Regions from separate parts of the Salvelinus alpinus genome. Here region 2 is linked to region 1. Evidence: chromatin contacts called from public Hi-C data. All regions are on one chromosome and are shown on one strand. The core of a region is the stretch at or near the end of the contact, and the rest is flanking DNA. Distances in the headings are between cores, read along the strand shown. Region 1 holds the start of sqstm1 (sequestosome 1). Region 2 holds the start of canx (calnexin).

Evidence for each region. Hi-C and Micro-C count contacts between places; a contact is called where the count stands out from the background.
Region 2: a contact with region 1 is called in a Hi-C map of liver, with 7 times the contacts expected there. The contact joins the promoter of canx here to the promoter of sqstm1 in region 1. A contact is called at or near these places in 3 of 3 Hi-C or Micro-C datasets (liver, muscle and red muscle).

The regions. Positions count from the first base shown.
Region 1 is chr7:51,020,286-51,026,145 of SLU_Salpinus.1, forward strand. sqstm1 (sequestosome 1) reads right to left here and starts at 3,742. Exons shown (of 7, transcript XM_071410594.1): 1 at 3,245-3,742; 2 at 2,068-2,163; 3 at 1,556-1,878; 4 at 1,147-1,372; 5 at 815-1,017; 6 at 444-660; 7 at 1-196. The coding sequence starts at 3,413. The coding sequence ends at 42.
Region 2 is chr7:51,250,937-51,256,796 of SLU_Salpinus.1, forward strand. It overlaps canx (calnexin), which reads left to right and starts at 3,584. Exons shown (of 14, transcript XM_071410602.1): 1 at 3,584-3,670. mgat4b (alpha-1,3-mannosyl-glycoprotein 4-beta-N-acetylglucosaminyltransferase B) reads left to right here. Exons shown (of 15, transcript XM_071410634.1): 15 at 200-962. The coding sequence ends at 223.

The DNA.
Region 1 (5,860 bases), core at 2,492-4,991:
TGGAGGAGTGGTGTGCCTCATGGTTCTTTGTTTAGGCCCCTTTACTTCTGCGGGGGTTTGGAGTAGTGGATGGTGTCCAGGGCGGCCCCAACATCGCAGTCCTTGGTGTGGAGAAGACGGGTGAGCCAGCCACCCTCGTCTGTGAAGCCCATGGACAGCATCTGGGACAGCGACTCCACCAGGCGTGGGTCTGCATCTGGACACAGTGGAGGATCAATCGCTGATGTAAGTAACTTCTACTAGTCAATACTACTGTACCAGGTGTAGTCAGGGATATAAGAACCTTGAGCTAAAATCACAACTATGACACCTATCCCTAACTGAAGCCACAACTCAGGATTTAACTACCACTGACTGAAGTGGTTACTACTAGCAAGGAGGATAAGGAATCACTACAACTAATACTAGGGATGGAGGATATGAGAATTCTCAAACTATCGTACCTTGAGGCAAGTGGGGGTAGGCTGCGGCCTCAGCGAGAGTGAGGGACTTCAGTGGTTCCTGTGAGGGACCCTGGGAAGTGGTGAGGGACCCTAGGGCTTCCAGTGAGCCCTCCTCACCCACCCTGAGAGACTGGAGCTCTCCTGTAGAGGGGTCCACCTCCTTGGAGGTCACGTGAGTCCATTCCTCGTCACCACTGCCCCCGGCGTCTTTACCACCCTGCACATAGAGAGATACATCATTTAACAACACAAACCATCTCTGACAGGAAATTTTATTCTTCACCATTAACTGATTAAGTATCATTCATTAAAATGAAACAGATTTTTTAAACTTTGATTAAGTAATTAAGCTGTAAAGCAGCGTGTCATACCTTAGCCAAACCACTGGCGCTACCCAGGCTGCTCAGCTCGTCCACCTCCATGTCTCCCTCGTTCGCCCCTGCTCCCTCAGACCCCCCTGTCTCGTTGTCACTCCTAGCACCGGGGTGGCCTCCTGACCCGGGTGGGGTCGGGTTGAGGGTCATCACCTTGGTCCTCTTCCCCTCGTGCTCCACGTCAATATCCACATCGATACCTGCAGGCAACATGGAGAGCTAAGTAAGCAATTTCAGTACATTCAAATTTAGAGTAGTCAGTAGATTTCTAATAATGGATTGATAAATTATTACATTTTTTTTATATGGCACTTTTCACTTGGTCTTACCCAGTGGGCTAAGCATGGCTGCCACCCCTTCTCCAATGTTCTTCAGGTAATCCATATTGGCCTGGGACTGCTGCGAGGAAGTAGATGAGGCATCAGAGGATGGCTGACTGTCCTCGGGGGCCGCCTGGCCTGGCTGGGACCCATAGGTACCAGGCTGGGCCTGGCTTTGGGCCTGGGCCCACATGCAGTGTCTCATCTTCCGCATCCACTTCCCACGAGGGAAACACTGTGTAGAAGAACAAGATCAAACTATAGAGGCCATTTTTCTCTCCCTAACCACACAGATATGTCCCTTCTATTTTTGGGGAGAAAAAAACCCAAACACTTCCAATGGAGTTTTAAATTGCTCAGATGTGTATCTGCAAGTATATCCACTTTAAAACATAAGAAATAAACATATGTGTCTTACCTCGAATGTGTTGTTGAAGGGGTGCCAGATGGGTAGGAGGACGTGCTCCTTGTGGAGCCCCTTGGCCTGACACGGGGAGCATAGGTCGTAGTTGGAGCACACAGTGCACTTGAAACGGGTCCCCGCCACCGGGCCCTCACATTCATCACAGGTCACGTTGGGGTGCACCATGGGGGGCCCGTGAGGGCCATGACCATGAGGTGGTGGGCCATGGGGTGGAGGGGGTCCCATATGGGGTGATCCAGGGTGAGGAGGGAAGGCAAAAGGAGGGACACCGCCCGGGAAGGCAAAAGCAGGGAACTCACGCCTGTGCTCCTTCTTCTCTGTAAGGGAAAGAAAAAAAAGGATATGCGGGTAGGTATTAATAACTACAATGTTTCAGTAACAATGAGGATGCTATGTCATTATAATAGTGGTAATGATGACTTAGTGCATTACACATTAATACCAGACCGATTAATCTTTATATATTATATTTGAAAATGCACCATCTTTGATCACAAAAGACTCACCCTTGATGAAGAGGCGGAAGGTGTCGTCCTTGATGCAGGTGAGGCCCATGATGAGCTCATCGTCGGTGGAGAAGGCGATCATGTCACCGTCCTCGTCTGGGTACAAGGGAAACAAAAAAGACAATACGTTGTCACACACTGATCTCACGTGTTTCACAAGCCATTGTTTGCTGTCAGCTCCTTATCCAGGCCAGATGATTAGATAATAGCAGTACGAGTTCACTAGTAAGGAAATCTGTCTACAGCTTATCCTCACTGGCTTGTTTTATTTGAAACAGAGGTCAAGGGAATACTGTTGTTACAAAGGTGTTGTGCTCAGACCAACACATTTGTCAAGTTCCAGTTCAGTTATTGGTTATTGAAAATCGCCAAATGTTTAATACATTCATGTCATGTATTGAAAAACAATTCATTTCCTGGTTTGACTGAGTTGTAATGGAATTGACCCCAACCCTGATGCCCAATATGGAAAACATAAATTGTGTGATGTGGTACCAGTCAATAATACTACTGTATGAAATTGGTCAACTTTGATTCCCTTCTTGGGAGGAGAGCTCTTACAGAATTTGATCTTTTTTTTCTGGGTTAATGCCATCTGTTGCTAAGTCACCGTTATATCCCATATATATATATATAAATAAAAGTTCACTATGAACTGATGGTATGCCTACAGGTAGGGCGAGCTCAGAGAAATGTAGTACAACAGGTATACATCATTGCATGTATGACATACATGTAATAGAGCATATTTGCTGCTCACTCGATCTGACATTCACTATGAAATGCAATGTCAAATGTAGACTTCAATAATGTTCTGTGTACCAGTTCTATCAGATTTTTTCTGGTGCATAAAGACAAATTGTCATCTTGAGATCTATACTTAAATTCGTCAAGCTCCCTCCTGTTATTGAAGCTTTCAGTCAGCAGATTATTTCACTTAACTTCTTGACGCACTTTGGTCTAGGCCTATGACACGACATTAATCAGTTGATAGGCCTACTCAAGTAAACTAGGTAGTAAAGTGCGCAATAACTTTACTGTAGTCGTGAATTACTTTGTCGGGCGCGATGTTATGGAATATTACAACAAAATTACCGCCAGAAATATTTATGACAATAACACGATCGAAAACACTGTACCATAGGCCTATAATGAAACACTGACAGTATAGGCTTACCTTTGTAAAACATTTGGTAGGGGACATTTCGCAGTGTTGAGAAAACATCAACAACCTTTCGATTCAAATACTCAAAACTCGTTGAAACATCTTGGTCGACAGCAAAGCGACGAATTTCTTTCGATATGTGTTCCTTCCCAAGGAGATAGGCTTTCACGGTCATAGACATAGTCGAGTCTTCTCACGACTTACTTTCAGCCCAATTTTCGCTGTAAAATATGTGTTGCGCAGTTAAAATGTTAAAGGCCGGCTCCACTGTAAGCTAGCTGTCAGTGCGTCTCGCTGTTCTGGGTACAGTTCCGCGTATGAACCTTAATACGACGGCTGGTGTAATATTTATACGTCGGTCTAGCCAATCACAAGGGTTTGGTGCGGCATCGGGGGGAAGTCCACCGCCCTAAATGACAAAGCTCTATTCTCCTTCTGTTATTGTGAGCAAAAGGCAAGGTAATGTAAACAAATGGGTGGGACGCGACGCCAAAGGGTAAAATGGAAGGCCGAGGTATGACAAGGCACTTTCCATACGGGAATTCCCCGCGTGCAGACTGGTCTCAGACTAGACGTAACATAATACATGTAAATCTGGAATAATGTATTTACTATATGTTACATTTGATATGGTTACAGAAGATAGTGGGTGGTTGGTTGGTTGTAATAACGGGAACATCTAGCAACCCAAAGGTTGTGTGTTCAAATCCCATCAAGGACAATTTTAGCAACTACTTTTTTGCTACTTGACAACTACTTAGCATGTTAGCTAACCCTTCCCCTAAACCTAACCCTTTAACCTAACTCCTAACCTTATAACCCCTAAACCCTAGTGCTAGCTAGAGTTAGTCACCTACCTAAAGTTAGCGACAACAAATTGGAATTTGTAACATGTCATATGTTTTGTAAATAAGTAACATATTATACCAATTGTAATTCGTAACATATCATACGAAATGGATGATAGACATCCACAAATTAATACATTCCATACATGCCTCGGATTTATTTATAGAATAATACGAACTGCTCTGAGACCATGTTGCAGAGTGAGATCAGCGTCATCGTACCATAATTTAACTGGACTGAGCTCTAGACTTGTAGAGCACCTGTGCCAGGACTTTAAACATTTTGACCTCGATTACTACTTGATATTTGAAGAGGGGGTTTACGGATATTTATAGTCTGTCAAAATAGTCCACATTGGATTCCCATAGCCTGGACCAACTCTATTACTGTTATTTAGTCATATAAAATTGTGAGGAATATATTTGGTTTAAGTCAGAGAGCTAGACTACTGTAGGCAGCTATCCACATTGTAAATTCATATGCAGGTGGGCTAATAAAAAGACCATGACCATACACTTTGTTCTAGTGCCCTAAAAGACCTAGGCTATAAGGAGATGTGCCCAACTTATAAAGCTATGTGCCCTATACTTGTGTTGTGTGTAGAATAAATTGGTTGATTTGGCCTACTTTGACAAAGAGCATTATTAAACCAAGACATGAGATAATATATGTTTAATAGGATAATATATCACTATTATTTTCAATACATCTACTAAAAGCATCTAGGCTAGACACAATTAGGTAGGTAGCCTAGTGGTTAGAGCGTTGGATCAGTAACCGAAAGGTTGACAGATCGAATCCCCAAGCTGACAAGGTAAAAATCTGTCAGTTTGCCCCTGAACAAGGCACTGCTCCTAGGCCATCCGTGTAAATAAGAATTTGTTCTTAACTGATTTGCCTAGTTCAATAAAAAAGTATATTAGTTTATGTAGGCAGTATTTTATTTATTTAAGTCAGGTGAGAACAAATTAACTGTCTTTTTCAGGGGCAGATCAACAGATTCCTGTCAGCTCGGGGATTTGATCTAGCAACCTTTTAGGTTACTGGCCCAGCGCCCTAACCACGAGGCTACCTACCCACTAGGCTACCTAGCCCAGCCAATAGGAAAATTATCAAATATAGGCCTATAATTATTACACCTTCAAGGTGATATGTTGTGTCAGGCAATGGTTCAATGCACTTTATTGCTCAGAACATATTCAACCAAAGTGGTGTGTCTGGTGATCTGGGTGAAAGAGAGTTGTCATCAATTACCACACCCACAAAATCAAAATTGGCTATATTGTAGAAATTAATTTTAAAAATGTGCATTTGGTAATCCGTAGAAAGTGCAGGATGCTTCTAGAAACAGATATAGACACTAGATCAAATCTGTTTATGGCCCAGTGACTATGTTGTCATAATAATTCATGGTCGTTACTAGTTAGCACAGCCACAAAGTTGTAATTATGGCTAAATCACGCCCATTTATAAAATGTATCTTCAAAAGAATCTAATTTTAAATCAAATCATGTGCCTAACCCTTAAATTAAGACCAAACAGCACGTCTATTTTCATGAATCTTTACCATATCACCTAGACAGTTTTAACTTTGTGGCAACTAGTGACAACCGTGAAAGAACGACACTTTTCGTCTCACCCTCACTTCCTGCCTTTTGGTGGTGCTCCGTCACCTGATTCTCATGTCCCATGATCGCTTTATCAAACTGGGGATTTTTCTTCGCGCGTTTAGTAATCAGTAGAAAACGCAGGATGCTTCTAGAAACAGATATAGAGACT
Region 2 (5,860 bases), core at 2,334-4,833, 230 kb after region 1:
AAAGAACCCCTTGAATTTTAGTTAAGTTAAAGTGATAGCTCACTGAAAAATCTAAGTTGGTCAGATGTTTTCAGGCCTCAAAAGTGGTCTAATGTCAAGTTTAATCCATTAATCCATTCAAAGCTATCCTTTGTGCAGGTAAACCTTTTAAACAGATGCCAAGGATTTTGTCTCAAATGCTATGTCTATTGCACTACAGATATTCATCAAGAAAGCAGAGTGAACTTCAACACCCCGCAGCAATACCTCAGTCATCCGTTTGACCGTTCCGCAGAGGAACAGAGCCTTCACAAGCTATACTCATTCCTTGGCTTTTGGCAATGAGTTTCTGGAGCGCGGTCAGAGTGCGCCATCTTCTGACGCGATCTTGTCATCGCAGGGTACTACTGAGACCGTCAGCCCAATTCACGGTTGACAGAACTCATAGGAAGATCTGCCCCGACGCAAAATCGGAGAACATGCGGCCCCGCGTGGACGACACACAGACTGCGCTGTATTGAGGAAACTGTATTTATGTGTACATAAAGGTTTATGTTTTAAATAACTGTAATTACACTGGTAATTGTCAAATAGCTGGCGAGATTACCTCTCCCCTTTTGATGACAATATGACAATAAAATATTGCTGCTTCAGAATCAAAGACTTGGCAACACAGTCACCCAGATATGACGAAATTGTGCAACTTCAATATCATTTAATCATGTATGACAAATGTTCCTGGTTTTACCCAAATGTATACATAAAATACCTATGTAAGTGGATATAGGCCTAATATGCATATTTATGTAACACAATCATATGAATGATCTCTGTTTTGTGTGTTGATATGTATATACAGTGAGTGAATGTCCACAAAAGTCAGTCAGAAAAGTAGCCTAGGCTTATACAGTGTAGAAGGAAATTGATCTTTAGCTAAAAAGTACATACTTGTCTGTTTGAATAAAATGTATTTATATGGTCAATTCTAAAGCCAGAAGTCAATGTAGGAACACTATGATTATGGTTTGAACATCTGTTTGTTGTTTATTTCATGAACCATCATTGCTTACATACCCCCCCCCCCCCCCCCCTTCCGCCTATCAATTTGCCTTAATGTGACATGGAGTAAACCTGGTTGTTGGGATAAATCAACGTAAGCCATGGCCAGACATGAGCTCCTCTATTGCATTAGCTAGGAAACCAGAAAAGACAGCTGTCTCGATAATACAGGAAACATACTGGATATCTGGCTTCGCTGTTGGATTTGCTACGTCTGCCAAATATCAGATACATGTAGTTAGTTGTAGCCAAGGGGCCACTGGAGATACACGTGGCTACAGAGTAATTGTTTGGACTAGTCGGATGTAAGAGAAATATGTAGCTCCAACCAATGCATGAAGAATCATCTTTACTGTCAATTGGATCTTTGTTTCTCATAATGACCATGAAGAAGTCAAGGAAGGACCCCTCTGTCTGATTTAAGTTCCACTCAAGTGAGGTCTGAAAGAGAGAAACTGTCCAATATGACAACCCCTCTCTTTCCACATAGTCTGCACTACTATTACGTTGAGTTGGAAGTCGAACTTATTCAAGGACTGTAATTGTCCCGACACCAGACTTATACAGTACATCTTCCAAATAGGCTCTGTAAATGCAAGGGCTACACTCAACTTTTATGCATTACTACGATGCAAAGGGTATATAGCAGTAAAGGGACACATTAGTTTGCTTTTGTATACTTGGATCCACATACAATTTTTTCCCGAGAGCCCTACCACAAAACCATTGAAAGCTCTTGATCGAAAATCAAAAAGAGTTGTGTCGGTAAAGAAAGATATTATGGGATTTCAGCCAATACAAGTGTACTGAAAAATAATACGCTTGGGAACTTATAGCAGCTTCGAGGCCGCTTTCCTATCGAATACCGACAGGCACCAGTTGCTAATTCTGTTCAACATCAACCCAGTTTTTCAGCAATGACAGAAATAAACTGGTTTTCTGTTCATTGAGGTGTGTACTCCAGGGTCAGTCAGCGCAAACTGGAGGTTGTGCCAAAACGATTTGTCTTAGCAGCCCCATCAATGTTGTTGGTATGGCCGCTATACAATAGCAGGTGCACGGTTGCATTAAATCAACAGAGGGCAATGGACAGAAAAATCTGAACTGTACCCAATGACTCTGACCTGCCCTGTGCTAAGCAGCCCCATCAATGTGCTAGGAAGGAGAAATGGTTTTATTTTCTTGTAAGAGCCACTGGAATGCATTGCTATTATACGTTGTATTTTGTATCGTTTAGATAAAATATATTTAATGACGTTATCTTCTATCCAATCTGTGAATTGTAATAAAGACAGAATTTCAATTGACTTGGTTTTGTTTGTTCAAAGTTAATCTCTTGTCAATTCAATGCAAATCTGAGTATGCTAATCTCGCCTATATGTGGATTAGTTTGCTGTTATGAATGTGCAAGGGTCACATTCCTTGCATACGTCATCAATGGACCATGTGACTGCAATGTCCCATTTATTGCAGAAGGTTGGATGCAAGAGAGTATGTGTAGTTATTACTATGTGACAATCTTTTGTGATGATTTTATAGGGTAGGCTATTTAATATTTTCAATTAGCTGCATACAGTCAGTGCACTTCAGAATAACTGAATGTATAGAATACAGCATTTATTTTTAAACATTATCCTCCATACAATATAATTTAACACTACACAAATCATGTCTGTTACTATGGGGCTCGAACACACTTAAATTTGGCCAGGATGGGGACATGCAATATGAATTTGTGGTGGTTTTTGATAATCATGGTGAGGAAAAAGAACAGTATTCTAATTAATTATTATTATTGAATAAGTATCCTGGGGTGGCAGGTAGCCTAGTGGTTAGAGTGTTGGACTAGTAACCGAAAGGTTGCAAGATCAAATCCCTGAGCTGACAAGGTAAAAAATCTGAACAAAGCACTGTTCCTAGGCTGTCATTGAAAATAAGAATTTGTTTTTAACTGACTTGTCTGGTTAAATAAAGGTTTAAAAAATCTAATTCAATAGGCCTAACATTCAGAATGATCAAATCAGTGCTTTAGTTGATCAATTATTTACACTTTACTGTTTCACTCACACCTCTTCTTTCTCTTTGCTTCAGTTCTAGCCAACTTCACAAAGTGCATAAATCATTAATTGATGGTACACTACAAAATGTCATCAATCATCAGTAAATGCTGTCCCTGCTGCATTATAATTTATTTTTCCCTGTTTTATGGTCGTCACTTATTAACACTAACGTTTTGTGTTCAGCCACAAAATCATAATTATGGCTCACTTTATGCCTAATCCTAACCTCACATTTTTTTGTTGCCAATTCAGACTTTGTGGCTATGGAATCTTACTTTGTGGCTGTGTTATCTAGTGTAAACCCTGTCGTACTATAACCAATCAGCATACATTTCCTCTTACAGCTGGACAAATCATCGCCGTCCACGGGGTTCGGATTGGGGGCGGAGACCATTTACTATGATTGACATGTAGCACAAGCAATCCAATTCTTAATATTCCCGGAAAACGTCAACATTTTCACTTCAGCAACCAATAAACAACTGGAGAAGGTGTGGCTACTAATCCAAAGTGCATGCCCCAAAGTCACACGTGATCCTACTGTAGTTCAAGGTGTCACATCGAAGCAGGAGGTACGTAATGACGAACAAATGTCACTTCTTTCAAATATAGCTACTTCGCTAAATTATTATTTCAGTCTACATTTACCCAGCTTGTTCAGTTGCATGCAATGCTGTCCAGTATCTTTTAACAGTATTTATCATAATGAATAAGCTCGAGAAACGATGCGTGGTCTTAGCTTGGACTGGCTAACGTTAGTAGCTGATAGAGGCCAGCTATTTAGTAGGCTAATTTAGCTAACGTTAGTAAAATAAAGATAGCTACTGTTATCCAACAAATGAATGTTGAAATGTTCTGTCAGTAGCACACAGTTGCTCGTGTGTCCCTTTTGCCGACGTTTTTTCATTGTGCAACGTTAGCTAAGACATTTTGAAAGTGTTTTAGTCAGCTAACGTTAGCTACTGTAGGCAAGGATACATTGTGGCATCCATCTAATGTCAGCAATTAAGTGGTTAAATAAAAACCCGCCTCGAGCTAAAGTAAGGAAATTGACTAGTATTGCCTTGGTGTGCACATGTCAGAACGTTTGTGTAACAAATATACCTAGGTGATTTTATCAGAAATAAATGTAGTCATGATGCAGTAGTCGATGTGTCATGGTGAGAAACTAATGTATAGTGATTCATTTGCCCTGGCTATTTTAAATCTCGAGCACAAGTAAATGAATGAATGGATTAATGAAGCATTGTGCCCTAACGTTATTTACCTACCGGTATGTCCTTTTTAGTTTGGTCATTGTTATCTCTTTGGCTGTGTTGGATATTAGTGGGTGACAAGACCTACGCACTTCAAATTGGGGTTTATCAAGTGAGGAGCTAGCTACAGGTAGTTATTGTATCTGAAATAATTTCCTTTAAGACGTACATGAACCTGCTTGTAGGAATGGCCACATGGAAACGGGTATTGCTGGTAGGGATGAAACGCATAGAAGTCTGACCAGTTTTTCAAACCCACTTCCTCTGATGCATTCAACACCCTCATGGAAATGTAGCTTTAAAAGTTTGCACATCTGAATAAAGGACTTGGCCTGTGTCATCTTATTGAATGGTTGACACATTTTTTTTAGCTAGCTATCTGAGAAATGTAAATGGCCTTCTAGCGTTGAATGGAAAATATTTATTAGAATGGGAAGTTGGACGTTTTATTGTTTACCCATGGTTAAATTATAACTTCTAATTTATGATGGGTAATATTTATGGTCACACGAGAAGCTGTTATATTTTGTGTACATTGACAAGATGATTGCACCTTTAACCCACTCTCTTGTTGACCTAATCTAGAAACTAATGTTGAATGGTACAATAGACTTGCATGCTTTAAAAATATATTTGCTTTTATTTAGTCTTACGTCTTTTCCATTCTCTCTTTGAGACAGTCAAGGCACATGGGGGTCATTGGGTCCTTATCCTATCTGCTTAAACCCACTGTACACCCACACTTAAATCCCTACAGGATGACCTAGACTGGGCTTCATATCACAGAGTAGTCTATCCATTATCAGAGGCTGCATCTTGCTTTTCCATGAGGGGATACACTGTGAAAGCGCTGTGCAACATCTTGCGCAAGATGTCTGTTTCTGGCTAGGCTACGCCACATAGACAATGAACCATATGACCACAGCAGTAATAGATAGCACTGTTTTCCCCAAATACATAGTGAACTGAATGGAATGAATTCAGAAGACTGGCTGGCTGATAATAGTCTTTGATGTGTTGATTGAGCACTGATTGATTATACTGTCCCCTCCCCCTCCTTGTATCTGCTCTGTCCCTGACTTGAATACATGTGACCACTGAGGCATGATGTGAATGGGGGAATGGTGTCCACTTGGCAGCACAACAAGGCCTCCCAGGTCTCCCCTCCAGTGTGGTGGTTTGTTTTGTTTGGCCCCATGACTTCTTCAGCCTGTGGTGAGAAAGTGAAATTTGCCACTCCTCTCACGTTTATCCCTCCATCCATCCGTCCCTCCCACTCACCGCCCCTGGCCCACAAGGCACCTCGGCTTTTCCCTAGCCCCCCAGGCGGCAGCCACCCTTCCAGCTCCTATGTCCCACAAAACAGAGAGTGGAGTCTGGGCCTAGCTACTCAACTCCTTTGCCTCACCCACCCCAATAAGACCTGTATCTCACCCCTCACGCTCACACTCAGTAAGTTGATTGTCAAGTTACATGCGTGGTGCTTTTTGGTGGTGAGCTCCCCTC